Linked DNA regions of Rattus norvegicus: region 2 is linked to region 1. Evidence: chromatin contacts called from public Hi-C data. All regions are on one chromosome and are shown on one strand. Each heading gives the region's core, a stretch centred on a gene start, on an enhancer-like site or on the middle of the called end of the contact. The rest is flanking DNA. Distances are from core to core; before and after follow the strand shown. Region 1 has its middle 56 kb from the start of Enc1. Region 2 overlaps LOC134485824 (a long non-coding RNA gene).

The links. A called contact is a pair of places that touch in the nucleus more often than the background predicts.
Region 2: a contact with region 1 is called in a Hi-C map of liver, with 3 times the contacts expected there. The contact joins two enhancer-like sites. A contact is called at or near these places in 2 of 12 Hi-C or Micro-C datasets (kidney and liver).

The regions. Positions count from the first base shown.
Region 1 is chr2:30,337,692-30,344,263 of GRCr8, forward strand. No RefSeq gene overlaps it. Among named protein-coding and RNA genes, the nearest start is that of Enc1, 56 kb to the left of the region's middle. Within about 2 kb of position 1,645, at least 6 of the 93 cell types and tissues checked have an H3K27ac peak or open chromatin away from gene starts, as enhancers often do. A contact at or near this core is called in liver, where this site is marked.
Region 2 is chr2:30,498,028-30,504,449 of GRCr8, forward strand. The region is part of intron 1 of LOC134485824 (a long non-coding RNA gene); the gene reads left to right. Among named protein-coding and RNA genes, the nearest start is that of Enc1, 220 kb to the left of the region's middle. Within about 2 kb of position 3,769, at least 14 of the 93 cell types and tissues checked have an H3K27ac peak or open chromatin away from gene starts, as enhancers often do. A contact at or near this core is called in liver, where this site is marked.

The DNA of each region.
Region 1 (6,572 bases), core at 395-2,894:
ACAAAGAACCTCTTCTAAGAGGAGTTTCCCCTTTGCCCTGGAAAGACTCCAAAGGCAGAGCCAAATCTAGCAGGTCAAAGGTCCTATCTACAAGACTTCCTTGGGGTTTTGGACTCTTGGCAGGGAGCAGCAGATTTCCTCTTTGGTGGGAAGTCCTCAACCAGTGAGCAGGTTGGGGGAGGGAGAGGGCAGCCCTTCCTACCACCACTCAAATTTAACATTTAAATTGGAAAAGACTGCTGTCCCTGGGTTCGTGGGAAGGGACAGTACATTGCCTCCTTTACAAAGGTCAAAATGTTCCTCAAGCTCAGTGAGGACTCTGTTTCTGGATTAGCCTCCCTTGAACCAAGCAACTACAGGAATGAGCCGCTGAGACCTTATGCGCCCCTCACAGGGTTCCCCATCTTAGAGGCAACCGTTCTCAGCTTCCACTCAGGAGCAAACCCTTCAGATACTGACCTTGAAAGCTATGACCTTACTCAGGAAGAACATGGAGGCTGTGTAGCCTGTTTGGTGGTCATGTACTGCCAATGCACAGTTCCTTTCTAAGGGGTTCATGAGTCAGAGATCATGGTAGTGTTGACACGTGTGCTGGGCTTGATTGGTAAAGCTGCCCCTGCAGCTCCCAGAACCTCACCAGTTTCCCACTTCATTCATACAAAAGCTGATTACTTCTTCCTTTTTTGGTTTGCTCTTGCAACAAGACCTTGGATGATTCCATTGTTGGGAGAGAATTACATTTGAAAATGACTGTTCTTTTTTAAAGTAGAAATTACTCTTCCCCCCACCCCCCTTTTCTCAGCTAGGGTAATCCCTGATGAAGACTTTATTCTTTTTCATATCTTTAACACACCCCTTCCGCTGACAGTTTGGCCACTTTCTTTCTGGGCTCCAAGTCAGTGTGTATAGCTACTCCAGGATGCCCCAAGGAACCAGAGACTTATCAATGCTGCTGAGGCTCTGATTACACACCCAAGAATATGGTGCCCTGGCACACCGACTATTTTGATCTGAAGGGCAAGTGTTCTCAAGCAAGAGATTTTTAAAAGTAACTTATTATTTTTATATTATTATTGTTATTGTTATTGTTATTATTATTATTATTATTATTATTATTATTATTATTATTATTATTGCCAAACTCCCTTCTCTGTCTGCTCTCCTTCCTCCCAAGGCAGGACATAGAAACTAAAATTTCCTTCTGCAAGACAAGTCATGGAAATTGGACCCCCTTCCCTGTAACAGCCACAGACCCTGGAATAGGTTCTAACCTCCTCCTGCCTTCCTGGGACACCTTCCAGTGAATAGAAGGTCTACACACTGTAGGACCTAAGTGTGTCTCTCTAGAGCTGTTCCCTACATCCTCAGGAAGAGGCGATGCCATACAGGGAGCCGAGAAGAATCTGGAGGGAGGCTCATTACCACTGGGATCTTTTGTCCCATGGCTGTCTATTCTCCACAGAATCTACACACAAACCAGGAACTTCCCCTTGAGTCTTTGAGCCTTTGTTTTCAAAAGCCCCCATGTCATCGATTAAATTCCTCATGCCTCTCTTCTTAGCCAGTCCTCTGTGATAGAACTGGTGGCTGTGACCCTGAGGAGAGATGAGGAGTGTGGTGTCCCAGCTCCCTCCTCGCTGTGTAAATTTGAACTTTGCCCTACCCTTCCTACTTCTGCAGACCTGATGACTGCTAACACTGTGCTGGCTACCTCAGGCCAACCCTGCCAATCAGCTTCATCTTTCTCACTCCCTGACTTTCCCCATTTAACTGTCAGGTCCATTTCAGAAGAGCCTGGGGGGAAAATCTCTGTGTTCTCTATTGTCTTTGCCTGACCAGCCTTGGCCTTGTGAGCGCTGACTCCTGTCAACTCCCCAACTGATTCCCTTCCTTCTTTGAGCCCTGCTCAGGATCAGCCTCTCCCCATTAGACACCAGAGCTGCCTTTAAAAACATTAGGTCAGGCGACTTTCTAGCTTAAACACCTTCCTGTAAAGCTCCCTACCGTTGCCTGCAAGGCAACTCACATTCCTTAGTCCGGCTTATCAGCCTTCAGCGTCTGCCTTTTCCTTTCTTGCATCATGTTCTGGCGTCACATCGGCTTCTGGAAAGTTCATCAGACCTCCATGTTGTTTCACATTGCCCTGCAATCTGCTCTTCCTTTGTTTTCCTTCAAACACCTGCTTCCCTTCTTTGCCTAGTGAACTTGGAGAGGGAGGCATCCCTCCCTCGACCCCCTGGAAGGTCGCTGAAGCTAGTGCACAGAAGCCTGAGTAAAGGAGAGAGGAGATACGAACTCATGAGCATGCGCAAAGACACCTCGAGCTTACACAATCTAGTGACGACCCTCTGGAAAAAGTTGATCTCAGCTAAACACTTGTCTCCATTGGATCGCATTATCTTGCTTGTTGATTTGATGTTGAAGGGCCTAGCCCACTGTAGGTGGTTCCATTCTTAGGCAGGGGGGCATAGGCTATGTAAGAAGGGTAGTTGAACACACCAGTCTGTGGATAAACGAGCCAGTAAGCTTTAACCTCCCTCATTTCTGCCTCCACGTTCCTTCTTGAGTCTCTGCCCGGACTTCTGTCAACAATGTCGGACTGTGGGGTAGAAGTGTAAAAATGAAATAAACTTTCCCTGGTTGCTTGTGGATATGATGTTTATCATGACAATAGAAATCAAAGTAGGCCAGGGGATAAATTTCAAGTGGACGATTTTCAAGTTGACCGTGACCGTTGAACGGACCTATAGAACAGACAATGATTTGTGAATGACTCAGGAAGCTGAATGGGCCGAAGGGAAGACAGTGGCTTGTGACAGTGACTATCTAGATGTGGAGACGGCCTTCACTTTGTCTTTTGAGTTTATTTTTCCCTGGCTATTGGAGCCTGGGAGGGGATAAAGGGCAACCTTTTGCTGGGTCTGGTAAAGTAATTTCAGGGGGGGAGCCCCTTGCTGAGCTTGGGGATCAGGGAGAGACAAGGGGAGGTTGGCGAGGCCTTCCAGCTGCCTTTAATAAAGTGCTCGGCGTGTCCCAGGGCTGTACTTGGGTGTTTCATTTTCTGAGACCCAACAGACTCCTATCGCGAGTCTGAAACTCATATCACCGTCTGTTTGCTTGATTTCCTTCCCCCTCTCCCACCGAACCCTGGTTCTATCTTTTGAGACAGTATCTCTTTATGCAGTTCTGGTTAGCCTTGAGTTCGAGGTTCTCCCTCCTTAGCCTCTGTGCAGGGATTGCAGGGGTGTATCACTATGCCTGTTTTTCACATGCTTCCCTTGGGCCCCTCCTCTAAACTCCTGAGGTGCAAATCACCCATTTGGAGTACCCCTGGGAGCCTACTGTCCCTGCACCATGCTGTCTCCATGTACTCACTCGAAACAAAGGCTACAGTGTATATCATTATATGTATTTCCTAAGTCCAGGAAATACGTGTTCTGCCTCTCCCTGATGGAAAGTGAACTTGGAGCGAGAAAAGTATGCCGGCGTAGGCTCCTCAGCTGTAGCAGAACACACCAGTGGGGTTATTGATAATGGGAGGGACCGAGCAAGTGCGCACCAAGGCACATGGAAAGCTCTACCACACATTCTATTTGTAATCTTAAAACTGCTCTAAAAATAGTCTATTAAAACACTAGTCAGGGCCGGGGAGGTTGGAGAGATACCGCATCCGATATAAGCACTGGCTGCTTTTCCAAAGGATCCAGGTTCAATTCCTAACACTCACAAGGCAGCGCATAGCTCTCCTCAACTCCAGCCACAGGAGTTCTGACACCCTGTGGATTGCAGGTGAGGGCGGGTGGAATCTAATTCGTCAGATAAGGCTAGAGCCTGTGATTGGGCAACGGAAAAAGAAGGCGGGGCTGGAAGTTTTAGAGAAAAACGGGAACTGAGGGGAAGAGCCAGGGAGAAGGTAGTAGAGGGACCTGATCCACGTGGCTTGAAAGAGTCACAGGTAGCTATGGCTATCACAGAGGACAATAGAGTAATGTAGGGTGCATTTGCCCCATCTAGGTGTGCAATATCAATTGAGTTTTGAGATTTTCTGTGTTGGCATTTTTTTTGGGGGGGTGCAGGGCCAACAGTTGAGAATTTACTGTTATAAAATCTGACTGATAGATTATAAGCCTCTGGAGATTTCTTTATACGGGGTTCGGGGTTTAGAGCCAGTCTTGGCAGACTGTCCACAGGGGACAACTGACTGGGAACGCGAGCTCTTGGGTGGCAAGCGAACCGTGGGAAATTGGGCGGACCGCCGCTTCGGGATAGCCATGGGAGCCGGGAGACCGCCTTTGCCGAGTGTAGCCGGAGATAGCGTGGATTTTTTTAATTACACGCTACAACACCCTCACACAGATATACGTTCAAGCAAAGCACCAATGCACATAAAATAAAAATATAACAATTAAAACAAAATAATCAGGGCTGCAGAGATGGCGCAGCAGTTAAGAGCACTTGCTAGTCTTGTAGAGGAACTGTGTTTGGTTCCTGACACCCATACCAGGATGCTGACAGCTGTCTGTAACTCTAGCTGTAAGAGGTTTAACGGTTTCTTCTGGCCTCTGAGGGCAACAGCATGCATGGACAGACCCCCCCCCCCCAACACACACAAAGACAAACTCTCTCTCTCTCTCTCTCTCTCTCACACACACACACACACACACACACACACACACACACACACACATCATAATAAAAATCTTAAAATACAAACCCTTGGGTAGGAGATGGGAAGTGGATGGTTGTCTCTGTAGAGGGCATTTTGTTTCTCCCTTTATTTCTTTTAATCTGGGCCAATTTTCCTCTCTACCATCGCCCACATCTCCCCTTCACTTGCCCCATGAAGAAATACCAGATCTTCTCACCTGAAAGGATCTTCCCATACTCTGTTCTGCCCGCTTAGTATTCCTGCAATCCCTTCCTCTCCCAGAAACCTCACTCAGGATTACTTCTGCCAAGGTCAACTCTGACCTAAATTGCCACATTCCAGGTCTCTTCCTTCCTTATCTAATTTGTTTCTTGTCCCTGACAGCACATTGTATTCTTTTTGTTTGTTTTAGTGAAGGGTGTTACCATGTAGCCCCGGCTGACCTGGAAACTCACTCTATTACCAGGCTGGCCTTGAAGTCAGTGGATCCACTTGCCTGTGCCCTGGGAGTGCTGGCACTAAAGGTGTGTGCCACCACGCCCAGCTCGGCTTCTCTCTTTGAAGCTCCTCTAGATCCGATGGTGATATCTCCTTACAGCTCTTTCCTTTTCCTACCTAAATATCCATATCAAAATCCAGCATTGAAAACCCACCACAATCTTCTCTCCTGTCACAGAATCAGACACTACCTCTATTCTCTGATCTCTGACACTGCTGATATCCCACGGGAGAGGGCATATCACAGGAGTGAAGATTCCATGTGTGGATTGCATGTGGACCGTCATAAAGCTGTTTTCCAATGGAATCAGCATTTTCACCGCCCTTGGCTTGTGAATGGACATATTTCTCCAGATAGAGAAACCCTGAGGAGTTTGGGGAAGGAGGTGGTTCAGTCATCCTGGTGTTTTTTTCTTAAAAAAAGAATTATTATTTCATTTATATGAGTGTGCTTGCCTGCCTGGTGCCCACAGGGGCCAGAAGACCGTATCAGATCCTCTAGGACAAGAGTTATAGGTGGGTGTGAGCCACTGCGTGGTTGCTGGGAATCAAACCCAGGTCCTCTGGAAGAACAGTCAGTGCACTAAGGTGTGGAGCCACCTCTGAGTCCCCGCCCCAAATTTCATATTTCCTATGTTTTATATTTTTCTCACTCCTAATGAATTCTGTAACATTCAGTATAACTCACACAATTCAGTGTAGCTACACAAAGTAAGGTGATGGGCTGGACTTGGGTGTACATGAGGAAGAATCAGTCTTGGTTTTATCACGGAGTTCTGACACTGGAACTAACCTGGGCATAGACATCCTCCACACTGACTATACCTTTGACACGGTAGCTACAATATGGCTGCCCTTCTAGTGTTTCCGTTGGGATGAGGTAAAGTTCAATGTGCAGCTATCAATGCTCACACGGTTGTCAGTGGGGCTGCTCAACTCCCAGAGGTTATGAGTGTTAGGCAGTCAGTGAGACTGTCCTGGTGTGCTTTGTCTCCAGACCACTTCTTAACTCCGTTTCTTCAAAATTGGTTCTTTTGGCCAGATGTCTGCAGCCACCCTGAGTAACCTTCTCAGGAAGTGTGCTGGCACATGCATGCTCAGCTGTCCCATCCTAGCAATGGAAGGGAGTTTGGACTAGATGACCTGTACAATTCTTTTTGACCTGGGTACTTGTGAGGAGGCATGGCAGAAGTCCGAGTTCCAGTGGCCGCAGCAGCGGCAGCATTGATGCTGGCCTGTTCAGCTGGGTAGAGTTAATCAGTAAACGGTTGCTAAGACAATATTTGAGAGGTGGAGACTAGTGAGTAAGGTGGAGTTGGAGCAGAAGAAAATGCTCTTTGAAAACAGCAGTTAGTAGGCGCATAAAGGAAGTTCCATAAAGCCCACATGCTCCACCTCCTCCCTCTGCCCCCCACCCCCACCCTCG
Region 2 (6,422 bases), core at 2,519-5,018, 160 kb after region 1:
GACAAGCTTGTTGCTGGATTAGTTGGGTCCTAATTCTTCTCTATCCGGGTCTCTCTTTCTCCCTCTCCCCCTCCCGTCTTTCTCCCCCGTCTCTGCGCGCACGCGTGTGAATTAAGACCAAAACTGTGGTGCCTTTGAAAACCAGTGGAAACAAAAGGTCACCACCCTGCTGGGATGCGGCCTCGCTTGGTCCAGGCAGAGCTCCCCTGCCCCCCGGAACTCCCCAGGGGAGCATCCTGCCTCCTTCCTGGGATCGCCCTGGGAAAGCTGTTGCCGGGTTGTAGCCCGGAGACAGCAAGGATTCCCGCTCTAGCTGAGTCACGCCCTCCCATCTCGGCCGCCTAGGAGATGTCTGCGGCAGCTGCAGGGGTCATTTCTTATAGATCCTATTTAGTAAAGACTGAGTGGTTCTTGTAAGTGACAGGAAAGTACTGAAATACTGGTGACTGGTTCCCCTGGTGGATTCTGAGAGGCTAATTTGTCACCTAAACGGTCTGCAACTTTCTGCCCAACCCCTCCATTCTGTCTTTGCATTGCAGTTCTGAGGAAGGCCGTGAAGTATGCACTAAGTTTTCCTTTAGTGGAGCTCAGAGCAAACAATAACACTCCCTTTTACCCATGAGGTACTGTATGGAGCGCCTGGGCTTTATTTGGAGGGCTGACCACGTTAGGACTAAAACTTAAAAGACACAAGATGACTAACAGTATTCTCGCCACTGAAGGGGCATGCCAGGCAGCGAGTGTGGATGAGCGCGTGCACGCACACGTGGGGCGCACGCTTCTTTCCTGAACAGATTCATCGCAGGAGGTGTTGGTGTCTTAAGGATTCATTACATCAGATGTTGTGAGCCTCGAGAACAACATCTGCAAAGACATAGGGAAGCATGAAGTATTCCTTCAGGGTTCCCTTCTATTGAAAAGTCAGAGAGCACACACCTGCAATCCCAGCACTCGGGAGGCAGTGGGGGGCTTGGGGGTGGGTGGGGAGGATGATCTCGAGTTTAAGGCCAGTCTGGGATCCATAGTAAGTTTCAAGTGTGAGACCACAAAAAAAAAAAAAAAAAAAAAAAAGGACACCACCCCACCCCTATCCCTGCCAACTAGATTCAGTCTGGCTTCTGAGGAGTTCCTGAGCGGTGCTGTGCGGTATAAACCAAATTCTCAGTTTGCAGAACTGTCCTAGCATCAACTGCAGTAGGCAGGGTTCCCAGGGGGTTAGAGCTGGGAGCACTGATCCTTATGTTAATAGGGAAAGCACCTGCTTGAGCAATCTGGGAACACTGGTTTTCTTCCCACGGTGCCTTCTCCACGTGAATTAATCTGTTAGCTGGTGCGTGTGTCAGTTTATTTAGGAACATGTGTGCTGACAATTGGCTCCTGACTGTAAAATAAGGTCTTGGGGGAGATCATGATTAATTGCCCGCCTTACTGTGTGTGCATGTGTGTATGCCTTCGATGACAGGTATTATCAGTACGCATGTGTCTATAAAACTAAAGGCAAGGGATCATTAAGACATCGGAGGTGTGAAGGAACAGAAAGACTTGGAGGTATCTGGACTCTCGTTCTCTTCCTGGACACGGAGCCAGGGAGGCTTTTATTTCTCCTGGAATGTAGCATTTTCAGATATAGAACAGGCAGAAAGGTTTTCCTGGAGCTCTCGGAATTATGGGGACACGTACTTTATTTAAAAGGAACAGGGCTGCTTAGTGTGGTGGCATACGCTTGTTGTCCCAGCCCTCTGCTGGCTAAGGCAAGTTCAAGGCTAGCTTGAGTGTTATAAGGAGAGCTGACCTCAAAGCAAAACAAAACAAAACAAAAAGCCAAAGAAGCCAACCAGACCAAACCAAACAACCAAACAACAGCCACAACAACAACAAAAACAAAAACCCACAGCAAACAAACAACAAAAGCAAACAAGATAATCAAACAGGGCTAGATCTCAGAAGGAAGGTCTTTATGACAATTTGTTTTTCTGTTCTGTGTCTACCTTCTAAAGCTGTGAGGGGTGGTCAACTCTGTATTTAATGTCATAACAAGGCAGTCCTGTTGGTCCCGTGTGAAAGCCCAGAACAACAGACAACTGGGTAATACAGTTCCGCACAAAACAAAATGTGGGCAATATACAGGCATGATTTGTAGGTGAGATACTGAGACAGCACAAAATGTAGCATTGCTTCCTTATACAGTGGACACTGTATTATGAAAACCCGAACCTATTCCCAGAGAAATTAAACTTGAAGTTGAAGAACTGGATGATAGTGGGAGTTTCGCTTTTTTTTTTTTTTTTTTTTTTTTTTAAGACAGAGTTTCTCTGTGTGGCCCTCTGTAATTGGAGGGTTTTCTTTGGATGTAGGCTTTCTCTGTGTAGTCCCGGTTGTCCTGGAACTTGCTCTGTAGACCAGGCTGGCCTGGAACTCAGAGATCTGCCTGCTTCTGCCTCCCCAGTGCTGGGATTAAAGGCGTATGCCACGCCCAGCTAAGGCATTCTGAAGACTTCGGTTTTTTTTGGCACCAGCATTCTTTTTGGGATATTACGGTAGCGTCAGAATGGAGAGTGAATTTAAGGGGAGGAAAATGGGAGGGCACAGAGGTGGCCAGCTGAGAGATACCTTTGCTAGTGTATGACAACTGTCTGCATGCTGAGTGCCTGGCCCACATCAGCTCATCTGGTGACAGTCCTGTTTGTAGAGACTGACCTTGGGAGGTTGTTGTAAGCATTGTGTAGTTCCTGCAGTGAGCTTCTGGGGGAGAGGCCCGGACCTTGTACCCTACTAAAGTCAAGTACTTGGGAAGCGAGAACACTGAGGAGGTGGAAAAAGAGGCAGAGAAGTCACCTCAGTAAAACCAGAGACGGCGGCAGCACGGAGGACTGCCATGTCGGACTATCAGGGGCTGCTGTGGGGGAGGCTCAGTGGTCAGGAAACAAGCCAGCATTGCCGTGGCTGGATTAGGGACAGGGTTCGGTGGGCAGCCAGGCCACTAGAAAGTTGGTGAGAAAGTGAAGCGGGTGGTGACTGCCCACAGTTCAGAAGGCAGCAGAGTGATGGGCCGTTTCTCTTTCTTTCCCAGAAGAAGGACCTGAAGATTCTTTCAATCACTCAGCCAATGTTTATCAGTGTCTACTAAGAGCTAAGTGCAGAGGGGCGGGAGATGAAAGGCGCTCCCTGTGCTGGGAAAGAGCTCTCAGTCTGGGAGCTTGCAAAGGAGGGGGGTGGGGGGACACCGAGCCAACACTGTGTGTTAAGAGCCTTGTGGGAGGGGAGGCCACAGTTCTTGTCACACAAGAGGGAGCTTATTGAGGTTTTCTGGAGGGCTAATTAGGCATTCACCAGGCGAATCAGGAAGGAGCTGCCATCTAGGCCTAGAGAACAGGGCCTCAGAGGGATGGAGCCGGGAAACACGAGGAATGGTGTTGAGGCAGGAGGCGGCTGGGAGTCAGCGGGCCTAGGGGAAACCTCCAGTATGACCGGTTCATAGGGAGTTTCTAAACCATGGACTGGAAAGCTGAGGGCAACGAAGAGCAGCAGAGGCATGATGGAGACTGGAATATGAGGTTCCGAGGGAGGGAGAAAGGTTGGCTTTGGGTTTCCTGGCAGGGTCGGGGGCTGAGGCCATCTGCCAGCGTATAGAGGGTTGCCATATTGTCATTATTTGAGATTCACAAAGACTTTCATCAGCCGTGTAACCGACTCTCACTGACACCCCTACATCTGTTGATCTGCTTTTAAATGCGGTGCGATCTTCCCTCCCAGTATCTGCAACAGCGATGTAAGCACCAGGCGTGACAGGCCTGGACAGGAGCCAAGGAGTATTGATTACACACTGTCTGTCCTCCAGTCGAAACTTGTTTATGTTCCAGAGTCAAACATCACCCAAACGGGAAGGGTTCTTTGTGGAACTCCAATCACGGGTTTTCCAGGAAGCAAAACCAGAAATTGGTTTTGCCCTCATCAGTGTGTATTTAAAAGGGAGTCTCTGGCCTCTTTTTAAATATCAAAGACAAGAGCGATAGAGAAGATAGCGAGTAGCATCTTCTGGCACAAAGTACTCAGATCCGAACTCCAGAGGCCATACATAGTGTGCACTGGTTTGTAGCATTGCTAACCCTTAACCTTGGGTAAAGGATCTCCTAGGTTCCGGCTAGGATGATGAACCCTAGAGAAGAACCTAGACTTTTGACATATAAGTGTTTTAAGTTTAAAGTTTGAATACATATGCGAGTGAGTGTGGTATATATGAGGCATATATTCACTCGGTGGGTACTTATGTGTGTGTGTGCACAGAGGCCCGAGGATGATGCTGGTTGCTCAGTCCTGGCAATCTCTACCTTACTCCCTTGAGGTCTCTCCTGGAACCTTGAGGCAGCTTGTATCCTGCAAGTCTCTGTAATCCCTCTGTCTCCATGCTCCACAGTACTGACATGACAGGTATGTGGGGTCAAGCTCAGCTTTTTGTTAGGGTGCTGGGATCCTAACCCAGGCCCTCGCTTGAGAAGCTGACACTCTTTACCCGCTGAGCTGTCTCCCTCGTCACATCTCCTTTTAGGCCCAAAAAAGCAGTTTCCAACAGTAATTCTGAATTCTTTCCTCTGTGTAGCTCACATAGTGAAATTGGCTAGTGTGAATTAGTGTGTTGGTGACAATCTGTGTCAGCCAAAGGACCCACTAGTATCTACTGAGAAGAAAGATGGGCCAGAATATGAAAAAAAAATCAACACACAGGGAGTGAGGGGGGAAAAGCAGAAATTGCAAAGAGAATAGATTTTGTAGAAGGTGGTTGAGTGTTGGGCTGGTTTTCTTCATGCTGGTTTTATTATGTAACCTAGATGATTTTTAACAAGGGTTTGAATGGAATATAATTTATTCCATTTACACACACACACACACACACACACACAGAGAGAGAGAGAGAGAGAGAGAGAGAGAGATGACAGAAGAACAGTATGACTTATTCACATAGAGAATTTTTAGTCTTGTAAGGAGTTGACAGGATAAAATACTGCCCCTGACACCTCTGTCTCTCACTACTGCCCCAAAGATCTCCAGGCCCTGTCACCTTACAAGAATCTTGAAGATAGAGTTTGTTATCTGGATGGGCCAGTGCAATCACAGAGGAAGATCCAGGTAGGAATGTTAGGACAGGAGAGAGGTAGAAGCTGGGTTAGGACAGAAGCAGAGGTCACTGTGATATTAATCCTGGAAGGAAACCAGAGCCAAAGGAACCAGGCAACAAGCAACTGGAGAGGGCAGGAACCAGGCTCTGTGGAAGTCTCCAGAAGAAATGCAGGGCTTCCGACTACCCAACTTTAGCCCCCAGTACCCACTCTGGCCGTCTGACCTCCCTTTGTTAAAGTTACATTGTTTCAAGCCATTGTTCTGAGCTATTCGTTACACCAACAAGAGCAAACAAATGTAAACCTAGTGAGTGGTCCTGATCGCTTGAATTTTATATTCTTCCTGCATTCCAGACGTGCTCTTAAGTTTCCTATGTGATAATTCACTTCAAATGTTCTTTTGTAAGCCGTGTCTCTATGTATGTGCTGTGTGCACATGCGCGCACATCTGTGCATGTGTGTGCATGCGTGTGTGCGTGCGTGTGTGCGTGTGTATCAGTCTGTCTGTCTGTCTGCCTGGGTTTGTTGGGAGGTCCTGAAACCCAGGGTCTTACACAGGCCAGGCAAGAGCTTCACCACTGAGCTCCACCTTGTCGCACTCTTGCTTTCAGTCCCTCATCTCTTTATTAGACCTGAGTCCCCTGAGGGGAAGAATGGCCTTATTCTAGCTCTGTGGTTCTGAGTGGACGCCTGTGCTCCATGTGGAGGCAGAGCCCATTCACTGAGTGAGCGACTCAAAAGAAGGTACCTGAAAGACAGTTTTCAAGTGAATTAATTGTGTCTGTCCTCCCTGGCTTGGCAAGATTTTGGGGGTTACTCTTCAATTTGAGGACAACCACCTTAGAAGAAAGTGACTCACAAGAGGCTGGGAGAGAGGGCCTTGTTCTTCCAACAGCTGTCTTCTTCCCTTACACAGGGGTCTGCTGAAGTCCGGCAAAAATGGTGGGCTCACTTGGGTGTGGGTAACTGAACTGGAGTGGGCTATGGAGTGTTTTGTGGTTACGAACCCAAGCAGTGTCTTTTCTGAGTCTTGTCCGTATCACAGGGTCTGGTGGTTTTTGGGAGTAGTCTGTCTTCTCCACAGGAGTGGCTTCTCCTTTGGTGCTCTGAGCCTCCTTGAACTAGAGAGCTCCTGGAGTCTCCGTTTAGCTTCCGCTCTCAAGCCCAGCCTTAAGGCAGCCTTCACACTGTCTGTGTCTTTGGCATGACTCTTCTGTTGGGATGCAATCTGCTCTGGGAGCTGTGGGCTGAGTTCCTGTGAGACTCGGTGTCTGTTCGATTTGATACCAACAGAAGTTGGGTTCTTGA